Regions from separate parts of the Mus musculus genome. Here region 1 is linked to region 2. A link is a contact called in public HiChIP or PLAC-seq data. All regions are on one chromosome and are shown on one strand. The core of a region is the stretch at or near the end of the contact, and the rest is flanking DNA. Distances in the headings are between cores, read along the strand shown.

Region 1 (5,137 bases), core at 1,552-4,051, 190 kb before region 2:
AGCCTGGGCTGCAGTTTGTGTTCTCTTAGTGTCTGTATAACATCTGTCCAGGCTCTTCTGGCTTTCATAGTCTCTGGTGAAAAATCTGGTGTAATTCTGATAGGCTTGCCTTTATATGTTACTTGACCTTTTTCCCTTACTGCTTTTAGTATTCTATCTTTATTTAGTGCATTTGATGTTCTGATTATTATGTGTCGGGAGGAATTTCTTTTCTGGTCCAGTCTATTTGGAGTTCTGTAGGCTTCTTGTATGTTCATATGCATCTCATTCTTTAGATTTGGGAAGTTTTCTTCAATAATTTTGTTGAAGATGTTTGCTGGACCTTTGAGTTGAAAATCTTCATTCTCATCCACTCCTATTATCCGTACGTTTGGTCTTCTTATTGTGTCCTGGATTTCCTGGATATTTTGAGTTAGGATCTTTTTGCATTTTCCATTTTCTTTGATTGTTGTGCCAATGTTCTCTATGGAATCTTCTGCACCTGAGATTCTCTCTTCCATCTCTTGTATTCTGTTGCTGATGCTCAAATCTATGGTTCCAGATTTCTTTCCTAGGGTTTCTATCTCTAGTGTTGCCTCGCTTTGAGTTTTCTTTATTGTGTCTACTTCCCTTTTTAGGTCTAGTATGGTTTTGTTCATTTCCATCACCTGTTTGTATGTTTTTTCCTCTTTTTCTGTAAGGACTTCTACCTGTTTGATTGTGTTTTCCTGTTTTTCTTTAAGGACTTGTAACTCTTTAGCAGTGTTCTCCTGTATTTCTTTAAGTGATTTATTAAAGTCCTTCTTGATGTCCTCTACCATCATCATGAGATATGCTTTTAAATCTAGGTCTAGGTTCTCGGGTGTGTTGGGGTTCCCTGGACTGGGCGAAGTGGGTGTGCTGGGTTCTGGTGATGGTGAGTGGTCTTGGTTCCTGTTAGTAAGATTCCTCCGTTTACCTTTCGCCATCTGGTAATCTCTGGAGTTAGTAGTTATAGTTGACTCTGTTTAGAGATTGTTCTTCTGGTGATTCTGTTACCGTCTATCAGCAGACCTGGGAGACAGATTCTCTCCTCTGAGTTTCAGTGCTCAGAGCACTCTCTGCTGGCAAGCTCTCTTACAGGGAAGGTGCGCAGATATCTTGTATTTGGACCTCCTCCTGGCCGAAGAAGAAGGCCCAAAACAGGACCTTTCTCAGACACTGTGTTGCTTTGGCAGTTCCCAGGTGGTACAGACTCTCACCTAAGCAGACTAAATTCCTAAGTTCCTTGGAGTCCCGGGACCAAGATGGCGACCGCTGCTGCTGTGGCTTAGGCCGCCTCCCCAGCCGGGCGGGCACCTGTCCTCCGGTCCGGACGGTGGCCGGCTGTCCCCGGCCCACAAAGGGTGCTGCCTCAGCGCCTCTGTGCTTCCGCCTGTTCCAGAAGCTGTCAGGTTCTCTGGCGCACCCTCTCACCTGTTCAGACTAATTTCCTAAGTTCGGCGGGTCCCGGACCAAGATGGCGACCGCTGCTGCTGTGGCTTAGGTCGCCTCCCCAGCCGGGCGGGCACCTGTCCTCCGGTCCGGAAGGTGGCTGGCTGTCCCCGGCCCACACAGGGTGCTGCCTCAGCCCCTCTGTGCTTCTGCCTGTTCCAGAGGCTGTCAGGTTCTCTGGCGCACCCTCTCACCTGTTCAGACTAATTTCCTAAGTTCGGCGGGTCCCGGACCAAGATGGCGACCGCTGCTGCTGTGGCTTAGGCCGCCTCCCCAGCCGGGCGGGCACCTGTCCTCCGGTCCGGACGGTGGCCGGCTGTCCCCGGCCCACAAAGGGTGCTGCCTCAGCGCCTCTGTGCTTCCGCCTGTTCTAGAAGCTGTCAGGTTCTCTGGCGCACCCTCTCACCTGTTCAGACTAATTTCCTAAGTTCGGCGGGTCCCGGACCAAGATGGCGACCGCTGCTGCTGTGGCTTAGGTCGCCTCCCCAGCCGGGTGGGCACCTGTCCTCCGGTCCGGAAGGTGGCCGGCTGTCCCCGGCCCACACAGGGTGCTGCCTCAGCGCCTCTGTGCTTCCGCCTGTTCTAGAAGCTGTCAGGTTCTCTGGCGCACCCTCTCACCTGTTCAGACTAATTTCCTAAGTTCGGCGGGTCTCAGACCAAGATGGCGACCGCTGCTGCTTCTCTTTTTTAAGTACTTAAAGGTCATTGGTCTGACAATGTCCACTTTTTATTCCATTGATGAGAGCTGTGGCTATTGCATTGACACTAGTAACTTGGAAGATTATATATTAAAATACCCTGTATACTGGGGTAAGAGAAAACGTATTAAAGACCATTTCATCTAAATTTGTTCTTTTTAAGTGTTATTAAGTTTTTTTCTCTATTTGTTTATTTTAAAATCGAGTTACCAGAAAGCTTAGATAAGAAAAACGAACAAAGCCGGGCGTGGTGGCGCAGGCGTTCCAGCACTTGGGAGGCAGAGGCAGGCGGATTTCTGAGTTCGAGGCCAGCCTGGTCTACAAAGTGAGTTCCAGGACAGCCAGGGCTATACAGAGAAACCCTGTCTCGAAAAACCAAAAAGAAAGAAACAAAACAAAACAAAAACGAACAATAGTAGATAACACTTCGGGTATGATGCAAGTGAATATCTGACTAATGTCAAACAAGAAATGTAGAAGAAACGCGGAGCCCATCAGAAACCAAGACCATCTCACATCACAGTTAAGACTCCTGATCTAAGAGTCAGGGAACTCTGCTTCCTTTCCTGTCCTTTCCTCGCGCAGACTCAGAGCGGGCCTCAAGCGAGCGCTGTGGCATCTGATCCTTGCGCCAATCCGTAGCTCACTCTACTTTGTGCTGAGTGGTTGCAATGGCGGACGTGTCTGAGAGGACGCTGCAGGTGTCCGTGCTAGTGGCTTTCGCCTCTGGAGTGGTCCTGGGCTGGCAAGCGAATCGGCTGCGGAGGCGTTACCTAGACTGGAGGAAGCGGAGGCTGCAGGACAAGCTGGCAACGACTCAGAAAAAGCTGGACCTGGCCTGAGCACGCGCTGCAGCCCGAGTCCGCCGGGTTCTCACTCCCTAAGCCCAACGCAGCCCGGATCGTGGGAGCCGCGCGACCCAGGAGTCGTCCTTGCACGGCTTGCAAGAACATGGCTTGCTTCAGAAAGAAAATAGTTTTGTCTTCTCTAACAACTTACTTTCAGGTATTAACAGCTCAGTTTGCTGAGGGTATTTAATGGGAATGTTTTACCACGTGCGATGCAGTTACACCTTAACATTTAACTTCGAAATGGGGGAGGGAGTCATTTCACGCCCAGCCTCCACATTCATAGGGTCCACAGTGGCTTTTTAACGTGGATGGCAGGAGCTTTGCGTTTCATCATAGTTATTCTTCAGTCCTATAGTTTTCTTCTCTTAGTTCATGGTTTGCGATCACAGTACAGAAATTTGAAGTTAAAGATACTACTGTGTTACTGATTTTTTTTTCTTACTGTTTTTCAACAGCTTGTCGAAGATGAAAATAAAAAGCACTGGAGAGAAATAATTTCTTGCACTTTATGAATCTATTTTTAAAATAAAAAATTAAACATCTTTGAATCTTTTTCCTCCTCACAAAAGAAAGCAGTATTTTTGCCTACCATTCAGTTTGCTGCAGTAAGAGATTTGGAGCCTGAAAGCAGAGACTTTCTGATGGAATCTCACCTTGGTACAGCCTGGAGGCAGATCTGATCAACGGACCATTATGAGTCATTTTTCTAGACATATTCAGAAAACCTAGGAGCTGTGTCAAATGCCTGAATTAAGCATTACAAATGCAAGATATTTGCACTTTGAAGAATGTAGAGAGTAAAAAAACTAAAATTAAAAAAAATAATGCATGTGATATAACGGAATATATATGTGAAAGAGAAACTGTTGAGTAAGCTTAAAGATAAATGCCAGTCCTATCAAGTGACCAAAGCCTTGGTTATTTATAAGATGTATTTCTGACGCATTGTCTACATTTTTAAGAAAATCAGTTTGTTCTCCAGGGAAACACCATGGCCCATTTTCCTAGGATTATTGAGCCTTATATGTGACTTAGATCTTATTCTATGAATCCAGCAAGGGCTGAAACGCCAGTTTTCAGAGAGCCATCCTGTCTGGGCTTTAGTTGGCTGAAGCTTTCTAGTCAGCATTCCTCACTGAGAACTAGGTGAAGATCTTTGAGGTAGAATAGGGTTCTTATCTGCCTGTGGGTGGTGGCGGTGGGCAGTTGTGTGGGGACCAGAGGTCAGCATCAGTGCCTTCCTGGACTGTTCTTCACCTTTTCTTCTTCTCTTGTATGTGTAGTGTGTGTACTGAATATATGTCCACGTGTGTGTGAGTGCATGTGTGATGTGTATGTAGGTGTAGACTGGAAGTTTGTCCTGGAGACTGCTACTTCCACTGTGGGTTCTGAGAATCCAAAGTCTTGGTCCTGTAACTACTGTTACAGATTGCCCCATTCCACCCCAGGTTTTTACATGGGTGCTGGGTGTTTAAGCCAGATCTTCATGCATGTGCAGTAGGCATTTTCCCAGGTGATCCATCTCCAGCCCCAGAGCAGGGTCAGCTCTGTTGTCAACATCATTTATTGAGGCTTAGTTGGGATAGGTTTTTTGAAGTACATTTTGTCCTAAACTGAAAACTTGGGGTTAAATTGACTTGTGGCTGGACTAGCTCCGCCTCTGGGCTGTTCCTGGAAGACCAGGTATTTGTGCTGTTTTAGGTTTTCGTTTGTTTTATGATTTTTTTTTATGAGTTTGAATGTTTTGTGTTTTGTCTGCATGCATGTCTGTGTACCACATAGATGCCTACTTGGTACTTGCAGAGGCCAGAGAAAAGTGTCACATCCCCTAGAACTGGAGTTATAAGGCAATTACAAGCTGGTTCCTGGGAACTGGACCTAGGTCCTGAGCAAGAGCAGTCAATAATCTTAAAAACGGAGCCATGTCAGCAGCCCTCGTCTCATTGCTTAAGTGCAGCATCCGGCTATGTTCATCCTTTTCTAAGTCACTTCTAGCATCCTGCTCTAAACATGTAGGTGCCCTATGCCCTTGCTCTCTACTACTACTACCTGTTTGTATGTCCTGTGTGTCCCTAGCTTTGTAGTGGACCATTCCCCTGGACATTTCTTTTCCTTCTACCCTCCTACTTAACTATA
Region 2 (5,594 bases), core at 1,740-4,239:
ACCTGGGTGCTAAGGCAATCTATCAGACCTCCAAAGCAACTGCAAACCCAGAGCTTTTCTTTGACAGACTGCAGTCAGATTGGACCCACCCCACCAAAGATAGGAGCTGCCCCCTTTAACAGCCAGGGAATGAAGCTTTTAGCCCAACCAGCACAAAACCCATGCAAAAACTCCTGAACACAGCAGACTGCCTTTGGTACCCACAAACCTCTGCAGGGCATGTCCATTTCCCAGGCCTCAAGGAGACTCAGGTTTGCCCGGCCTTTTCTTTCCCCTCTTTGGTTTGATACTCTCTCCTAATTTACATTTCACTTGCAAGCAGGGCCCCACAAGGCACTATGTAATGAGGAACATCACTTCTCTGCTGAGTCCTAGCTGGGGATAGAGAAAGTTTTTCAGTCTGGCTCCCAGGGAAGATGCTCCTGGCCCCCCTCCCCCAAGTCGGACTTGTAGATCTGCCACCTTCAGGAGGAACTGGCACCCACTCCTGCTAGATACTGCAACTCCTCCACATGTGGGACAGGGCCCCGGACTTCTGCATTTCCCAGGGACCAGGGGCCTATATTCTGCATGGTCACCTAGCGTGCAGAGACCCTGCCCCAAGAGCTTAGAATCCTAACGTTTATTGACAGTCTCTCCCTGACAGCCAGAAGCTAGCTGAGGCTGGAGTTCCCACAATGGAAACCTCCCAGCTCCCCTCCTGTGACCCTAGACAAGCTCAGAATATCTACTTTTTGATCTGCTTTGTTACTGACTGGCCAATAAAAGGTCACCTCTGACTACTCACCCTTTGTTGTCTGCCCTCTCCATTCTTGGAGGGAGGGTTAAGAGCCCAAGCTAAGACCCCTTTCAACAGCATGTTTAAAGTATACTCTTGGGAGTTTTGATGTTTGTACACACTGTGAAACTACCACACCACTATGACATCTACCACCTCAAAAGCCACTTCACGCCCCTCAGGAACACCCTCTTCCATCCCTACACAACCATTCCTACTACTATAGTTTGTACTTCTGGAAACTTTCACATCTCGTTTTAAGGAAGCCTGGCTTCTTTCCCTTAACACAATTATTCTGCTAAGTATCACTCTCTAGTTCCTTTCACTGTTAAGTAATGGATGGTCCGGATACATCAATGCCTCCTGAGGACAGGGCATCGATGGTCTGTTTACCTGGCCATCTCTACACTTTTGCTTTGTTACTCCTAGGTACATTTCTCTGATGTCTTTGCAAGGTAGAGAAGGGTTGCTAGAGGCTGTGCTGACGAGCTAGGCTGTAAAGTCACAGGGTGGGCCTCCACATTCGAGTTCTACCGCCAGCTCAACAGGATCGCCATGCTTCTGGGGGGAGGAGCAAAAGCATCCTTGGAAACACGGTGCTCTTAGTGACGAGGCCTTGCTCTCAAGGCAAACTTCTACTTCACTTTTCATTTTATTGCCAAGTTATTGGAAGACAATTAGATGCCAAACATTTTTTATTCTCAAATAGTTTTTCCCCCCAATGTCAATGTGGTTGTCAATAATTTGGAAAAATGACATTTTAAAAAGATAAGAGTATTGGGTATAAAAAAAAAACAAATTAGGCTAATAGAAGAGAGATCAGTAAAGCTCATCGCTTTTTTTAGGACAAAAATAAAATTTCAAAAATAACGAGAGTTCTGGGGACACAGCTCAATGGAGAATAAAAGGTTCTGCATTCACACCCAGCACTACCAGACCCAACTATTTTCCTGTAGATTCTACTTAAATAGAAAAGTCTTAGATGTTTCCAATGTCTCTAACTTAGAGGCATTTCTTTCTTAGCAATTAGCTTCTATTTATAGCCATGAATAATATAGCTCTAGAAAAAAAATTTCCTTTGAGAGTATGTGTGTATGTGCAGGGGAATATACTAGGCAGGTGAAGAGAAAGTGCTTAGGCACACTAAATCACTGTTGGTTTATTAGACTGTGTGACTCGGGGGATAGGGACTCCTCTAGTACCTACGGGGTAGAACCGAGAAGCACCCAGTAACAGGCTCACCAGAAGACCGGGGTCTAATCCCATCACCACAGAAAACGTCCCACCCCCCTGTCTCCCCTGTTCCATCACTAACCACCTACTTCCTCAGCTCCTTACCCAGTACATCATGTCCAGCTCCCAGCAACAGTGACAGGCACACGGGAAGCAAAGGTGCAGTCTGAACGAAGCAGGCCTGAGACACAGCAGGAGTGGCTGTCACAGTCACCACCCCAGGAATGTTCAGCACCACTAAGATTAATGTTACAGGGGAACAGACAATACCAAGGAACAGACTGTAAAGTACACAGACAGGGTGAGTCTATGAAAGAATCAAAAACATGCCAGGGGTGTGCTTCGGTGGCAGAGCACTTGTCTAGCTCGTCCAAGATCCTGGGCTCGCTCTATCTCTGGTACTGTAAGCAGAAAAAAGATGTCTGATACTAAGTGGAGCATACTGGCTCATCAAGTTATCATAACACTTAGCAGAAGGATCAACCCTGGCCACATGGAAAGTTAGGTTTTAGTCACTATTCTACTGCTGTGAAGAGACACCGTGACCAAGGCAACTCTGATAAAAGACAGCATTGACTTAGAGCCTTCTTTATACTTTCAGAAGGTTAGTTCATTATCATCATGGCAGGAAGCATGGTACCAGGCAGCAGGTATGGAGCTGAAAGCTTTAAATTTTGATCCATAGGCAGCAGGCAGAAAGATAACCTCAAGGGTCATCCCCAGTGACATACCTCCTCCAACAAGGCCACACCTAACCCTTCCCAAATAGTTCCATTAACAGGACCAAGCATTCAAATACATGAGTGTATGGGGCCATTCTCATTCAAACCATCACACCCAGTCTCAAACAATGAATAAACAAACAAAGACAAAACACTCAAAATGCCGCCAGCCATCGAAGCAGGGAGCATCTCTGATGGGCTTACTGCCAGACTGAACACAACAAGGACTTCTAGGTGGAGGCTACCTCAAGAGAAACGTACACAGCAGGAAAAAGAGGGAGGGTGCATCTAAGTAAGACCCACACTCAGCATATCATAGTCTCACTGCTAGAGACCAAAGATAAAGGAGAAAGAAGACAGAAGAAAACATTACCTAAAGAGGAGCAGAAATAAGCAATTCACCCAACTTCTCAGAAAGTATGAGAGAAAATACTTACAACTATCAAAGAGATGTCTCATGGACCTATAATTAAGCAAAGACTCAGACAAACAACCGACGGGCTTTGTTCCAATCAACCTGCCTTGTAAGCTAAGATACAAGACAACGAAGAGATGGGGGTCACAAGCACAGACTTACATTAACAAAAACAAACAAACAAACAAACAAACAAACAACCTTTAACTTTCCTTATTAGATTTAACAGATGTTTGTTCAAAACCATAACAGCAACAGTGACTCAACGAGTGTTGCTCAGGTTTATGAGGCCTGAATGAACGGCAGCAGGGGCATGAGGGGAGGGGCAGGAACCTAACCCTCCATGGCTGTAAGGTACCTGACTAAACTAGCTACAAAGCAGGATCCTAGGAGAGACCTGGATCCGTTGTAAACATACATAGCAAACTCTAGAGCAACTACTAAAAAAGAGAAAAAAGAAGTGTAATTGATATTGGCAGATACTGACTTTACTACATTACAGTCACTTTATGCTGATGACCTAAAAAACACCAATTAAAGGTAAATAAGACTAGTCTATCAGAGAAGACAAAAAACAAAGCAGACCAACAAACGGAACACCCAGACCTGAGGTTGTATCTGACAGGAGGTTTGTATCTATACTACACAACAAGAGCAATTACAGCTGATAATAAAAACACAAATAACCCAAATTTTTTAAGTGGACAAAGGACCTGAATGGGCCACATGACCTGACAAGCCGACGAGGACACTCAACAGCATTTGCTTTTAGGGCCATGTGAGTGAAGGTGACAGTGAGACACACTTCAGACACAGTGGGATCACTACCACCTAGAGTCCAGGAAACACAGCCGAGGGTGAGGCCACAGCCTGGCACAGTATTTATGGACAGAAACGGCACACAACTGCCGGGAGAACTGCCTGGGAGTGGCTCAGCGGGTCAGGCTATCCAACTTCTCTGTAAAATGTAGTTGAAAACATTCATCTTCAGATGACTCGGTAACAAACACGACCTAAGTGTCACAGCAATGGCTGTGCATGTTACTACTATTAGCTATGTCCTAATTCACTTACATTTACTAGTTTAAATAACGAATTGCTCCTGATATTTGCATCTAACATTCCCATCACACAGCTATATACCATGTGCTCTGTAAGACAAATCTATAATTATTTATTTGAAAACAAAGAAGGTTGGACTTTTTTTAAAATAAAAAGTGAGAGTGGCGTGTCCTCCGGGTGCTGTCAGCACAAGCACTGGCTGGGCTGGCCTTCCGGGAGGCTTAGGTGGCAGGCCTCTTTAAATTAAACCACACAGAGCGCTTCAGTCCCTGCATGGCCTTCACGTCCTGCCAGTCCAGCTTGGTATCAGGAACCTCAGGTTCCGGCTCCGGCTCCTTACTCAAGGCCCCATGTGGGGAGGCCACCACGATAGGCAGAGGCCCACATTCCTCCCGGAATTCCACCACGTGGAGACCCTTCTTATCCGCCAGATGTTGGTGGGTTTCCTGGAAAACAGCAAGCAGAGAACAGATTAGATTTGTGAAGGTCACCTGACCCTTAAAGGGTCAGGGCTTCTGTCAACTCAAAGGAAGCCAGCATCAAGAGCCCTGAGATGCTTGGGGAAACAACAACATGAACTACCCAGTACCCCCAGAGCTCGTGTCTCTAGCTGCATATGTAGCGGAAGATGGCCTAGTTGGCCATCACTGGGAATAGAGGCTCCTTGGTCTTGCAAACTTTATATGCCCCAGTACAGGGGAATGCCAGGGCCAAGAAGTGGGAGTGGGTGGGTAGGGGAGCAGGGCGAGGGGAGGGTATAGGGAACTTTCGGGATAGCATTTGAAATGTAAATGAAGAAAATATCTAATAAAAACTTGGAAGAAAAGGAAGCAGCTTGGGGAAGTGAAGTAAGTACTTGACTCGATTTGGGAAATGCGTGCAGCCGGACCGGGAGGGTGTGTCTACACAGATCTCCCTCAGCCTAACAGCAACCCACCAAGTAAGATGGAAGAAGACCCATCTGCCAAAGTCCCAGGTTACCAGCCAGCCTTATAGCTACAAACCATTCCCTCCATAAGGGGAGAAAGGACCATGAGCCAGGCCCCACTGGAGAGCAACCCAGGGTCCCATCTCTGGGAGGACATGGCACTCTTTGCTTCCAGGGCTACACCAGAGTAACCGCACCACTCAAGGAACTTTTGAATGCTTCATGGACTTCTTCAAGTTTAAACTTCAGTATTTAAAAAGTCAGTAGTTACATTGTTCTATCAAAAAAGTATGCTTGGTCAATGAAAATGTCAAATGATAAAAGAAAGTCCACTTGCTAGTTTAATCCTACTTGTTGGACTGGTGAAACACCTCGGGCCCCTCCATTCGGGAGGAACACATCGTCTGTGTTACCCATGCAGGGTTCACCCTGATCTGAGCTAGTTGCAACTATGAC

The links. HiChIP or PLAC-seq counts read pairs in DNA pulled down with a chosen protein or histone mark.
Region 1: a contact with region 2 is called in an H3K27ac HiChIP or PLAC-seq map of embryonic stem cells, with 7 read pairs. The contact joins the promoter of Mtln here to the enhancer-like site in region 2. A contact is called at or near these places in 4 of 39 promoter capture datasets (3T3-L1-derived adipocytes, embryonic stem cells, erythroid cells and 1 more), 3 of 484 Hi-C or Micro-C datasets (embryonic stem cells and uterus), 6 of 115 datasets of contacts at active chromatin or transcription factors (bone marrow-derived macrophages and embryonic stem cells) and 2 of 9 other capture datasets (liver and pancreatic islet).

What each region holds. Positions count from the first base shown.
Region 1 is chr2:127,790,152-127,795,288 of GRCm38.p6, reverse strand. Mtln (mitoregulin) reads left to right here and starts at 2,801. Exons shown (of 2, transcript NM_001384135.1): 1 at 2,801-3,155; 2 at 3,457-3,907. The coding sequence starts at 2,822. The coding sequence ends at 2,992.
Region 2 is chr2:127,602,691-127,608,284 of GRCm38.p6, reverse strand. It overlaps Mrps5 (mitochondrial ribosomal protein S5), which reads right to left. Exons shown (of 12, transcript NM_029963.2): 12 at 4,299-4,656. The coding sequence ends at 4,432. Among named protein-coding and RNA genes, the nearest start is that of Mrps5, 18 kb to the right of the region's middle. Within about 2 kb of position 2,989, at least 5 of the 459 cell types and tissues checked have an H3K27ac peak or open chromatin away from gene starts, as enhancers often do. A contact at or near this core is called in embryonic stem cells, where this site is marked.